3 separate regions of the Mus musculus genome follow, and regions 1 and 2 are each linked to region 3. The links are chromatin contacts, called in public promoter capture Hi-C maps. All regions are on one chromosome and are shown on one strand. Each heading gives the region's core, a stretch centred on a gene start, on an enhancer-like site or on the middle of the called end of the contact. The rest is flanking DNA. Distances are from core to core; before and after follow the strand shown. Region 1 overlaps Abca8a (ATP-binding cassette, sub-family A (ABC1), member 8a). Region 2 overlaps Abca6 (ATP-binding cassette, sub-family A (ABC1), member 6). Region 3 holds the start of Abca8a (ATP-binding cassette, sub-family A (ABC1), member 8a).

Evidence for each region. Promoter capture Hi-C pulls out the DNA fragments that hold promoters and counts their contacts.
Region 1: a promoter capture Hi-C map of liver shows a contact between it and region 3. The contact joins the enhancer-like site here to the promoter of Abca8a in region 3. A contact is called at or near these places in 3 of 39 promoter capture datasets (the C10 cell line, liver and macrophages), 2 of 484 Hi-C or Micro-C datasets (liver and nephron progenitors), 1 of 115 datasets of contacts at active chromatin or transcription factors (pancreatic cancer cells) and 2 of 9 other capture datasets (adipose tissue and pancreatic islet).
Region 2: a promoter capture Hi-C map of liver shows a contact between it and region 3. The contact joins the enhancer-like site here to the promoter of Abca8a in region 3. A contact is called at or near these places in 7 of 39 promoter capture datasets (the C10 cell line, cranial neural crest, embryonic stem cells and 3 more) and 2 of 9 other capture datasets (adipose tissue and liver).

The regions. Positions count from the first base shown.
Region 1 is chr11:110,028,138-110,031,500 of GRCm38.p6, reverse strand. Abca8a (ATP-binding cassette, sub-family A (ABC1), member 8a) reads left to right here. Exons shown (of 39, transcript NM_153145.4): 33 at 381-456; 34 at 547-641; 35 at 1,101-1,220; 36 at 1,442-1,582; 37 at 3,291-3,363. Among named protein-coding and RNA genes, the nearest start is that of Abca8b, 34 kb to the right of the region's middle. Within about 2 kb of position 2,095, at least 58 of the 459 cell types and tissues checked have an H3K27ac peak or open chromatin away from gene starts, as enhancers often do. A contact at or near this core is called in liver and pancreatic cancer cells, where this site is marked.
Region 2 is chr11:110,197,635-110,201,207 of GRCm38.p6, reverse strand. The region is part of intron 23 of Abca6 (ATP-binding cassette, sub-family A (ABC1), member 6); the gene reads left to right. Among named protein-coding and RNA genes, the nearest start is that of Abca9, 31 kb to the right of the region's middle. Within about 2 kb of position 2,132, at least 5 of the 459 cell types and tissues checked have an H3K27ac peak or open chromatin away from gene starts, as enhancers often do. A contact at or near this core is called in liver, where this site is marked.
Region 3 is chr11:110,094,685-110,097,925 of GRCm38.p6, reverse strand. It overlaps Abca8a (ATP-binding cassette, sub-family A (ABC1), member 8a), which reads left to right and starts at 1,989. Exons shown (of 39, transcript NM_153145.4): 1 at 1,989-2,063.

The sequences.
Region 1 (3,363 bases), core at 846-3,345, 67 kb after region 3:
CACAGGAAACGTGGAACTGGGCTTCCTATTGCTTGACTATGTGGGGTAGAGAAAACTTCCAAAGTTTTATTCACTTTCATTTAAAAGATGGAGGGGAGATGGTCAGTATTCAATAGTAAGTGATTGAGTGTACTTTAGATATAAACTAAATTGCAGAAGTATTTGAACACTGTGCCAACAATTTAAAATCGGTAAGTGCCTCTCTCTTCATCACAGGGAACATAGCTTTTGTCAGCCTGACCCTGTTGAAAGTTTCAATGCATTTCTTGAACTACCTTCCTGGTGCCAATGCCTCCATCTTGGCCAGGCTCATTGCCCCACCCTCCCATCATCTCTCTTCACCATGGAGAGGATGGTGATGTTCCACTGTCTCTCTTCAGGTTGGCAGATGCGCTCAAGCTGCAGGACCAGCTGAAGTCTCCTGTGAAGACGCTGTCAGAGGGAGTGAAGAGAAAGGTATATGCAGGACTCAGGGGAAGGGCTTCGAGCACACCTCAGGGAGGCACACTTGAGGTGATGCCTCATGGGCTGTCTCTCTTGTTACAGCTGTGCTTTGTGCTGAGCATCCTGGGGAACCCTTCTGTGGTACTTCTGGATGAGCCATCCACCGGGATGGACCCCGAGGGGCAGCAGCAAATGTGGTGAGGATCTACCGCTCTCATGGTGGTAGGGAGTTCATGAATTGTGTCAGTATTGTTAAACAAACATAAATAAATGTGGTCAACACCATCCATATCCCTAAAAACTATTATTTTGGGAGAAAACGTACTTATGTTTCCTGGTGGTTTACAATCAACTTCCATGAAGGAAAATTAAGCTTAGGAGAATTGAATCCTTTTGTTCGGTCTCATAGACAGTCCCTTTCTACTCAGAATGTTTGCTCTCAATCATCCTTCTTCTAAGTGTTTTCTCTTGACAGCCTCTGCTGTGTCACCAGTGTTTCTCTAGCAATCGACTTGACAGCCCTCTTCCTCCGTGCCTCCATCTTGCTTGGTCTGCATTGATTATTTCTCATCTCTGCCTCGTGGCATCTCCTCTCTCCTTTGTCCAGAAGAGTCGGGGGACTTCTGTTCATCACAGTTCTTCTCTTGACAATATAGGCAGGCTATCCAGGCCACCTTTTCAAACACAGAACGGGGCGCCCTCCTGACCACCCATTACATGGCAGAGGCTGAGGCTGTGTGTGACCGCGTGGCCATCATGGTGTCTGGGAGGCTGAGGTGGGTGCCTGTTTTCATCCCACTTGTGTCCACTCTGTGATGATCAGATGAAACGAATTTGCTTTTAAAGAAAATCAGTGTTCATGGGTAAGAGTTGGAGTTGCCACTTCCCTACTAACAGTGAAGAAACCTATTTGGGAGCCTGAGTGGCGATCTGCGCATGCTCACAGGCACCATCCCCACATTTGTCTTCTGCTTTGTTATTCCTATTCCTGACCCAGATGTATTGGATCCATCCAACATCTGAAGAGCAAATTCGGCAAAGAATATCTCCTGGAGATGAAGGTGAAGACCCCCTCGCAGGTGGAGCCCTTGAACACGGAGATCATGAGGCTGTTCCCCCAGGCTGCTCGGCAGGAAAGGTAAGCACAGTTTCGGGGTTGTGCTTGTGAATGTATTTCTGTCGGTCAGTCTGTCTGTCTGTCCACATGAGTACACATGTCTGCCAACATGAGTACACATAAACACACACACACACACACACACACACACACACACACACACACACACACACACACGCTATAGGCCACAAGTCAATATCCCTTGCCTTCCGTTATCGTCCTCTGTCTTATCGTTTGAGACGGCGTCACAGTGTCTTTCCCTGAGCTGAGCTGAGCTGAGCTGAGCTGAGCATCTTGCTACACTGGCTTGCCAGCAAGCTCTAGGGATAAGCCTGTTTCTGCTCAAGCTCTCTCCTACCCCCAGCCAGTACCGGATTACAGACACACTTAGCCACATCCATTTTCTGTGAGTTCTGAGTTCATAAACTTAAGTCCTTCCTCATGCTCGCATGGCAGACGCCGTCCTGGCTGAGTCATCCTCCCAGCCCACAGTTGTTGTTTTTGATCTAGCAAAGCACACCCACTTTCCCCTGGGATTTGTTTGGCTTGGGAGACACTGTGGGTCATGTTTACACTGCAAGAAAACCTCAAAGAGGTCACTGAAGTGTGGATGCTGCTTGGAGTCTACTAGAGAACAGAGGGCTGGTTGTAAATCTGAAGTCACATGGGTGTGGCCCAACTATATGGCAGATTCTTTCTAGGTCTTAGGCTACCCGATTGTCACCCTGATCTTTAAAAGTTAGAACCGTTTTAAGCCAATGAGCACGCCTGAGTAAGACTTGGAGTTGCCCTGTCCTTACTTAACAGGGAGGAGACTCTAACTTGGGTGTGGTGATGCAGTGGTGACATAAGCATGGTCACAGGTACCTTTCCCACATTTGTCACATGCCTTTGTAATTCCTATCCCTGCTCCAGATATATTGGAGCAACCTAACACCTAAAGAGCAAATTTGCCATAGACTATCTGCTGGATGAATTGCTTGGGTAAAGACCCAGTACTTATAGGAATAAACTAATTGTATTTCACCAGTGTCTTTACTAATAGAAGCTTCATACAGACACAGTAGGATAATAATGACGGCGTGGACTGATGAAAGAGCGTAACTCTTATTTTTATTCTGTTTGTAAGAGCCCTAATTCTGTATAAACTAGATCGCATAATCAGTAAACACTGCTGGTGAAATAGAACGCTCTGTAAATGAAAGGAAATAAATTCTTTGACGTGAAATCAGTCTGTTGTGATTATTAATCTGCCAACAATAGGTGCCTGACCAGCAACTGATGAACTCTGGGACCTTCTCAAGAAATTGTGGTTTCGTGTCCTGAGGACTCTCAGGGTTCCCTTTGGTGAGAATAGCATTGAGAGTTGGGGGAGGAGGTGCCTAAATGTGGACTCTGCACTGAATAAGTAGATTCCTACCCAGTGTAGAAATTCTAGGAAGCTGTGGTATGGTAAAAGGAGCCTGTGTTCCCAGTCGAGACTGGGTGGGAAAGAACAGTCTCAAAACGTTGCCTAGACAGGCCCTGCATGGGTCCTTCCAAGGAGCCTGAGGTACTGAACTCACTCATCTTTCCCTCTCTTCCTTCTTGTCAACTGGCCGGCTTCAGTGGCCCCACTCTCAGAGATTCAATTATGCCAAAGAGTCGTATATATGAAAAGAAATGTAGTGGGTGCCATAGATGTTAAGCCACATGCTTAGAGACCAACCCAGCCTTCCTTTCTTCCCAGGTACTCTTCTCTGATGGTCTATAAACTGCCCAGGGAAGATGTGCAACCTTTATCCCAGGCCTTCTTCAAATTA
Region 2 (3,573 bases), core at 883-3,382, 100 kb before region 3:
AAGGCTTATCCCTGAGGAAGATTGAAATTTTCTCTCTCTCTCTCTCTCTCTCTCTCTCTCTCTCTCTCTCTCTCTCTCTCACACACACACACACACACAAACTGTCTCTCTCAAACTCTATCTGTCCCTGTCTGTCTCTGTCTCTCTCTGTAACCATGAATAAATAGCCTGTAGCTCTTCATCTAAGGGAGTGGCCTTGTGAGATGACCCCTGTGACCCTGTTCTTTTGCCATGACAGCTCGTGCTGTCATTGCTCAGGTCTTGTTTAAGCAGCTATTCCATTTCATGACTCCAGCTTCCCTGTCATATCTAGAAGATGCAGTCTTGCATCAGACTTCTTTGACCCTCTGACTCTTAAAAATCCTTTAACAGACTTCCATTTATTAATATGGACCTATTATTTTTCTCTCTATAGGTCTTTTGCTGTTATGGTCCCTCCTTACAATTTTATTTTTATTTATTTATTTATTTTTACAAAAATTAAAATATAGTGATTAAATTTAAAGATCTAGAATCTAGAATCCAAAAATTTCAAAAAACAGACAGAATATTATTATTATTGGAAACCCCCACAACTGACCTCATGTAATGAGAACAAGAAAATATTTAGAGTTCTTTTCATTACTCATGGGTTAACATGGTATTGCACATCAGTGTACCAAAGAAAACATGGTAAGGGAATTGGATCTGTAGGTCTCAGGTTCTTAAACACAATGTGTAATTATTTTCAATAATAACATATTATGAATTTACCTTAAAAAAATCTTGCCTTTTCAACCACCCCCACAAATGTACACGTATACAATGCCAAGCCAGTCAATGTCAGTAATAGGTTTTTTAAGATAAGCAAATAAAGTGAATTTATATGACAAGACCCCCACTAGCCCAGCACTTGGCACACATGAAGAAATCGGTCAGAAATCTATGATTTAAGTTGAATATTGATACTCATCTTTTAAATGCCATATGTATCAAAGAGCAGATTAACATCCCATGGGCTTTTCATACATTGACTATCCCCACTTTCTGTTTCACAATAGCAAGTGCTTGGGAACATAACTGAATATCTCGTGGAATCCTTCCCAGGGGATCAGGGATTATTGAGAGCATTAGGTCCACTGCTAACAAACACGCAACAGTGATTCCAACAGGAGAGGGGTCTGTTCCTAAAGCAAGAATGTTGGTGCGTGCAATAGGTGTATGAAATAAATGCTGTGTGACAGCTTGCTCTCTGACGGCCTAGGGTCACAGGAGTAGCAGCAAAAGAGATTGGTAGCTTTCACAGTATTAGTAGCTTTTTTTTTTTTAAATAGATGTTGCAGACTTCCTCTTAACCCAGCTGGCTCGCAAATAATCGAGACTACTATTATACTTATTTAACAAGCTTTAAGGGCACAACAACTGAGCAATATCACTCTATTTTAATCCTCTAAGCCCATCTGGCTACCTCCCAGGCAAAGTCCTAGTGACACTTGCCTTTTAGTACTGATCTGGCCCTCTGGTCTGTAGGTGTCTTCTCATGGTCTTGCCTGGACTCTTCCAGTGGCGAATCCCTATTTCCTTTCTCTTCTTCCCCTTCCCCTGGATGGGAGGACGTCCATCCCTATTTTCTCCCTGATCAGTCATTGGCTGAGCAGCTTCTTTATGGACCACTCAGGGAACAGTTGGGGAGCAATGTTTACACAACACTGAGACAGGAGAATCTCAGAATAAGGATTGCAACCAGACACAGGGCACAGAAACCAGCATTTGAATAATCAGGGTGTCTTTACACAGTACACAATAACATTATCCTACATTATACAAACATTTATCTTCCTCCTGTGACCCCTCTGTCTCCCCAAAGGCTGTTGGCCACCAGCCTGAGGGGACAAAGGGAGCAGAAGTGGAGAACAGGATTGGACAGTGGGGAGTATGAGTGGAATGACCTCTGGAGACCACTGCAGAGAGACAAGTCTACTTTATTGTTTCAGGGATAGAGTATATAAGGGCCTTTTATGGGTATGGGTGGAAAGGGCTAATTGGTCTTGACATCAGGCGATCAGGTAAAGGGCTGATTGGTTATAATACAGCAACTAATTATCATGTGGGCAGGAAGCCAGAGTGGACCTGTGTGCTGGGTTACACAATCTTGCAGAAACCCTGTACAAGGTCACTTTTCAGACCAGGCCAGCCACCTGTGTTCAAGGACACTCTCCAGACCAAGACAGGCAGAGACAGAGAAAAAGCCCCACTAAGAAAGGGAGTCTCCCATTTTGTGTTGAGATCAGAAAGGCAGAAGGAGAAAGTCTGAAGCTCGATTGCAGACAGAAAAGTGTCTCGTTCCCCAGACAGAGATTTCACAGAGTTCTTACAACTTTACCACCTTGCTGAAGAGGTAGAGCTGAGACTATGGCGGGTCTATAATGGCCCACACCTTCACTGTGCCTGCTTAGTTATGCAAACCACTTGTCCTCTTTGTAACCTTAAACCTCATGTCAATATCCCTGACTAGACCTTTCTTTCTTTTTTTAAAAAATCATTTTCTTGTCTTTGTGATGTGACTGCTTTGAACAAATCCCTATTCTCTGCCTTTCGATACTCCTTGTCTCTTTGATTGGCACATTAGGGTGGACTGCTAGCCCTAGCTTACTGGGGGCAGCCAGAGCCCAGCCTCTGACCCTAAAAAAATGTCTAAAACCAACTCTTGACATTTCTGAAGATGAACCCTCACTTCATGATTTAAAATGACAGAATTCCAACGACCACACCTTAGTTTGACACACACCGAGGAAAGAAAAAAGATAAAAAGGCATGGAGAACTGTTTCTGCTGTTATCTAAGGTAATTAACTGGAGGCACTATTTAAGTCCCAGTAGCTATTGGAATGGGAGAGGGTATTTTCTAAAACAGAACTTGGGGTATTATCTTACCTTCAAGATAGAAAATGGATAGTAGAGCAAACGCAGACATTTGACACGATTTGGCATGAATTTGATATGATTTTCCAAGATTCAAAATTTAAGTACTTTCTAAGACAATGCCTGAGAGTGGAGCTAAGAACAAATTCAATCCCATAGGCTTGATATGAGTACTATATTATATAATATACTTTAAAAAGTGTAACACTTCTGGTAGGAATAAAATTTGACAAAACCCTATTATTCGAAGGTTATCATCTACTCTGTCAGATTCGATCACTAGGATATTGTCATTGTACTTTTCACAGTGTTAGAAAAGTGATTCTAAAATTCATGTAGAAGCACAAAGGACTGAACACTCAGAGCAACCCTATTGCCTTTAAAACAAAACCCCAAACGTTCGATTTACCAAACGACGATGCAGGAGCCAAACTGTGGTGAAAGCTACCTAGCTCAGAGACGCAGAGACAGCACCCAGCTGACCTTCCTACTCCATCAATATCCAAAAAGAAAAGAGTTATTTTTTTTCTGCTTCATATTGTCTTAAATATCCTTCAACCCAAAGACCCTCTTTTCTTTTTCCTAGGCTTTCTTATGTTCCCTCCCTGTCACCTGGTTGCTCTTTTGCCACTTTACCTATGGCTGACTTTATTTAACCCTGTTTACAGGAAGCT
Region 3 (3,241 bases), core at 740-3,239:
CACAGTCTTATCATCTTCATACAAAAATAAAACAAAACAAACAAACAAAGAAAATCCCCCAGTTTTTCTTAATATACGAGTTTGGGGGTTTTGCTCTCAGAACACTGGGCAACTTAAAAAAACATTGTTTTTGAACAAATTAGTGGATTAGTAAAAAAAAAGATGGCCAGTATGAAATAGTGTAGTGGAGATGTTGCAATAACATTTATCGTGTAGTTCATGGCTCTTTGCATGTTTACAAGACAGCCCCAGCAGAGTGTTGCGCAATAATCTATAAATCATTTCTCTGAGGGAAAAAGGGAAAAATCGAAAAAAAAAAAAAAAAAAAAAAAAAACCTTCGACAAAGCAAATGTGGCAGGCTTCTGGAAGTGAAGTGAAGACTCTTTTCAAAGACGGCAGCAGCAGTTATGGAAGAAACAGTCATTTCTTTGAACACCCTGACAGGGAAGCTTAAAATGAGAACAAAACCATAGGCATGAATTCTTACTGAGCAGCAAACCCTCCCCAGAGCTTTCGAGAGTGTATTCCAACCAGCGATAGAGAAACCATCTGAGAATTCTGAATAGGTAAGGTCCCCAGAGATTCAAATGCATTTGCTTGGTTTATGAATTAAAAATTGATGGGTTAGGTTGTATAATCTTGGAGACTACAGAGAATGTTATCTGAAGTCATAAGTAGTTTTTGAAGACTCGTATTTTCAAAGTTCACTGACACACAGAAACTAATTTTTGGTTTTTTTTTTCTTTCTTTCTAGCTATGAAAACGAAAAAGAATTTTCTAAATATTAGCTGGGCAGTGGCTCACGCTTCCCTTCTTACTAAAATCTCTCTATTAAGCTGTGACTTGTCTAACTCGGGTCCTTTTAGGCTGCCTTACTTTTGGTTTTCAATCTCCTATACGTAGCTGAATGTTGTTCTGAGTGAATGTTGTTCTGAGCCATACTTCCCAAGACCCATAACGTTAGCATTTCTTCTAGGCTACAGTTACCAGGTGTGCCTGACTCACTGTAAAAGGGGCTGCTCAACCCCTCCTCACTCACTTCTCTTGCTCTCTTGCTCTCTTATCCTCTTTCCCCTTTGACCCTTCTCTCGCCATTCCCTGTGCTCATGGCCTCTACTCCTCTCTCTCTCTCTCTCTCTCTCTCTCTCTCTCTCTCTCTCTCTCTCTCTCTCTCTCTCTGTCTTTCTCTATCTCTACTCCCTCAACTCCCCCTCCCCATGCCATGAATAAACTCTATTCTATACTATACTATAACTGGTACCTCAGGGGGAAGGGATGCCTCAGCATGGGCCCCCAGAGGCATCCCCTTCCCCGACACCATATCGCACCTCTACCAAACATACCCTTCGCTGCTGCTTCTTCTTCTTCTTCTTCTTCTTCTTCTTCTTCTTCTTCTTCTTCTTCTTCTTCTTCTTCTTCTTCTTCTTTTTTATAAAACACAACACATAATGTTGAGCACATTTTAAAGATGGAGTCTATTGACTGATTCTGGCCAGAGCAGGAACTGAGGAAATGGACAGGATGGAAGATATGATATAGGAAAAAAATCAAGATATTGCTTTCTAGGCTGTTTGAAACATAATTAGAATATCTGCCTCAACATGGCAGAATAAGTCCAGAGCTCAGAGCCTTTTAAGGGACAATATTTTATTTTATTTTATTTTATTTTATTTTATTTTTTGAAATCTGTCAATTTCTTTTGGGGGAGGGCCCAGAAAAGTTACAAATTTGGACTCCCTCGGCAACACAGATTTTTCTGACACTATAATTAGTCAAATGAGTAGGGTTGGCAATTCTCTGCTGTGGGAACTGGCTGGAAGTCAATAAAAAAGAGATTTGTTCGAGAATGGTCACGTGAATACAGTGCTCAGCAGGCCAAGAAAATTACAACCACAATCTTCCTCCAAAAGCAGTCAGGCTGACTGGGAATGCTCAAAACAGGCAAACAGAATGAAAGCAATACAGATGTGATAGAGACCGGGGAGAAGTAGAACCCATTCTCTTGGAGTGGGGAAACAGAGGTAAGCCAAGACTCAGGATACTTTCTTCGGACATTCCAAATGTAAGTTCCTTTTTGCTTCTGTTTGGTTTGTATTACGTAACTATAAGTGAGATTTCATTTACTCAATGAGAACTTTTTAGGGAGAAGTTATTATTTATTTTTCTGCACAGAGTTTTAGTGTTTCTGGGTTTATTTTCCTGTGGTCTGCAAGGGGAAGTTGTGGGTAGTTTTAAAGACATTGTCATATTTTCTAGTTTTAAGTAAAGATGTGGGAATGTGCCTGTAATGTGTTAGTAATGGTGAGAAATGTAAGCAGGTCTTCTGGAAGCATTTTCTGTGTGAATATGAATGTGAATCTGCTGCCCAGCTGCAGTTAGACACACACATGTGCATGAACTGTACAGTAACTGGCAGGCATTTCCAATACACTTTCTCTCTAATCCTGAGAAGTCTTTAGTATGGCATTTAGAGAAATGCTTTTATGTCTCAGCCTGTTATTCTCAGACTTACAGGTTGTTTGTCTATTTGTTGGTTTTGTTTTGTTTTGTTTTGTTTTGTTTTTAACATAAGATTCTTTCCTGCACGTTTTTATTTGTTGGGTATGATGTATTGAATCATACTGAGGCATGTGCCACTTCACTACAATGGCATTACTTCAAATGTCATACCCTTTGCTGTCGGCAGGAGTTTGCAGTAAACAGGGTTTTGTTGATTGGCACAGAGTCAATAACATTCACTCACGCTGAAGCAAAGCCTTCAGTTTTACTTGTACATGAGCTAGCATGGATCTAGGAACCAGAGAAGGAAGGAAAAGCAAACAAGAGGGACGTTTTACCGAGCTTATTTATGCTGCATGGCTGATTTGCAGTGGAACTCTGAGATAGAGAGTTAGTCTTAGTTCTGGCTACAAAGGGCTGTGGCTGCTCCCTTGACTGGTTCAAGTTATCCCATCTCTCTAAGAATGTTCCCGTTGCCCGGAGCAATTCTTGGGGCTTCTGGACACCCTGACTTAAAACATTTATTTATTTATTTATTTATTTATTTATTTATTTATTTATTTATTTGTTTTTGCTAATACTACATTCTTCTCCATTTGTCAGCCCAAAAGGCTTTCTGATATCTTTTCTCCACCCTTTTGTACGAAGACTTGCCTCTGAGCCTTATTATATAACCATGTGTTGTTTTCTTCTCTGGAAATAAGCTGTGAGTGGCTACTGTGCAACTACTGCCCAATGGGA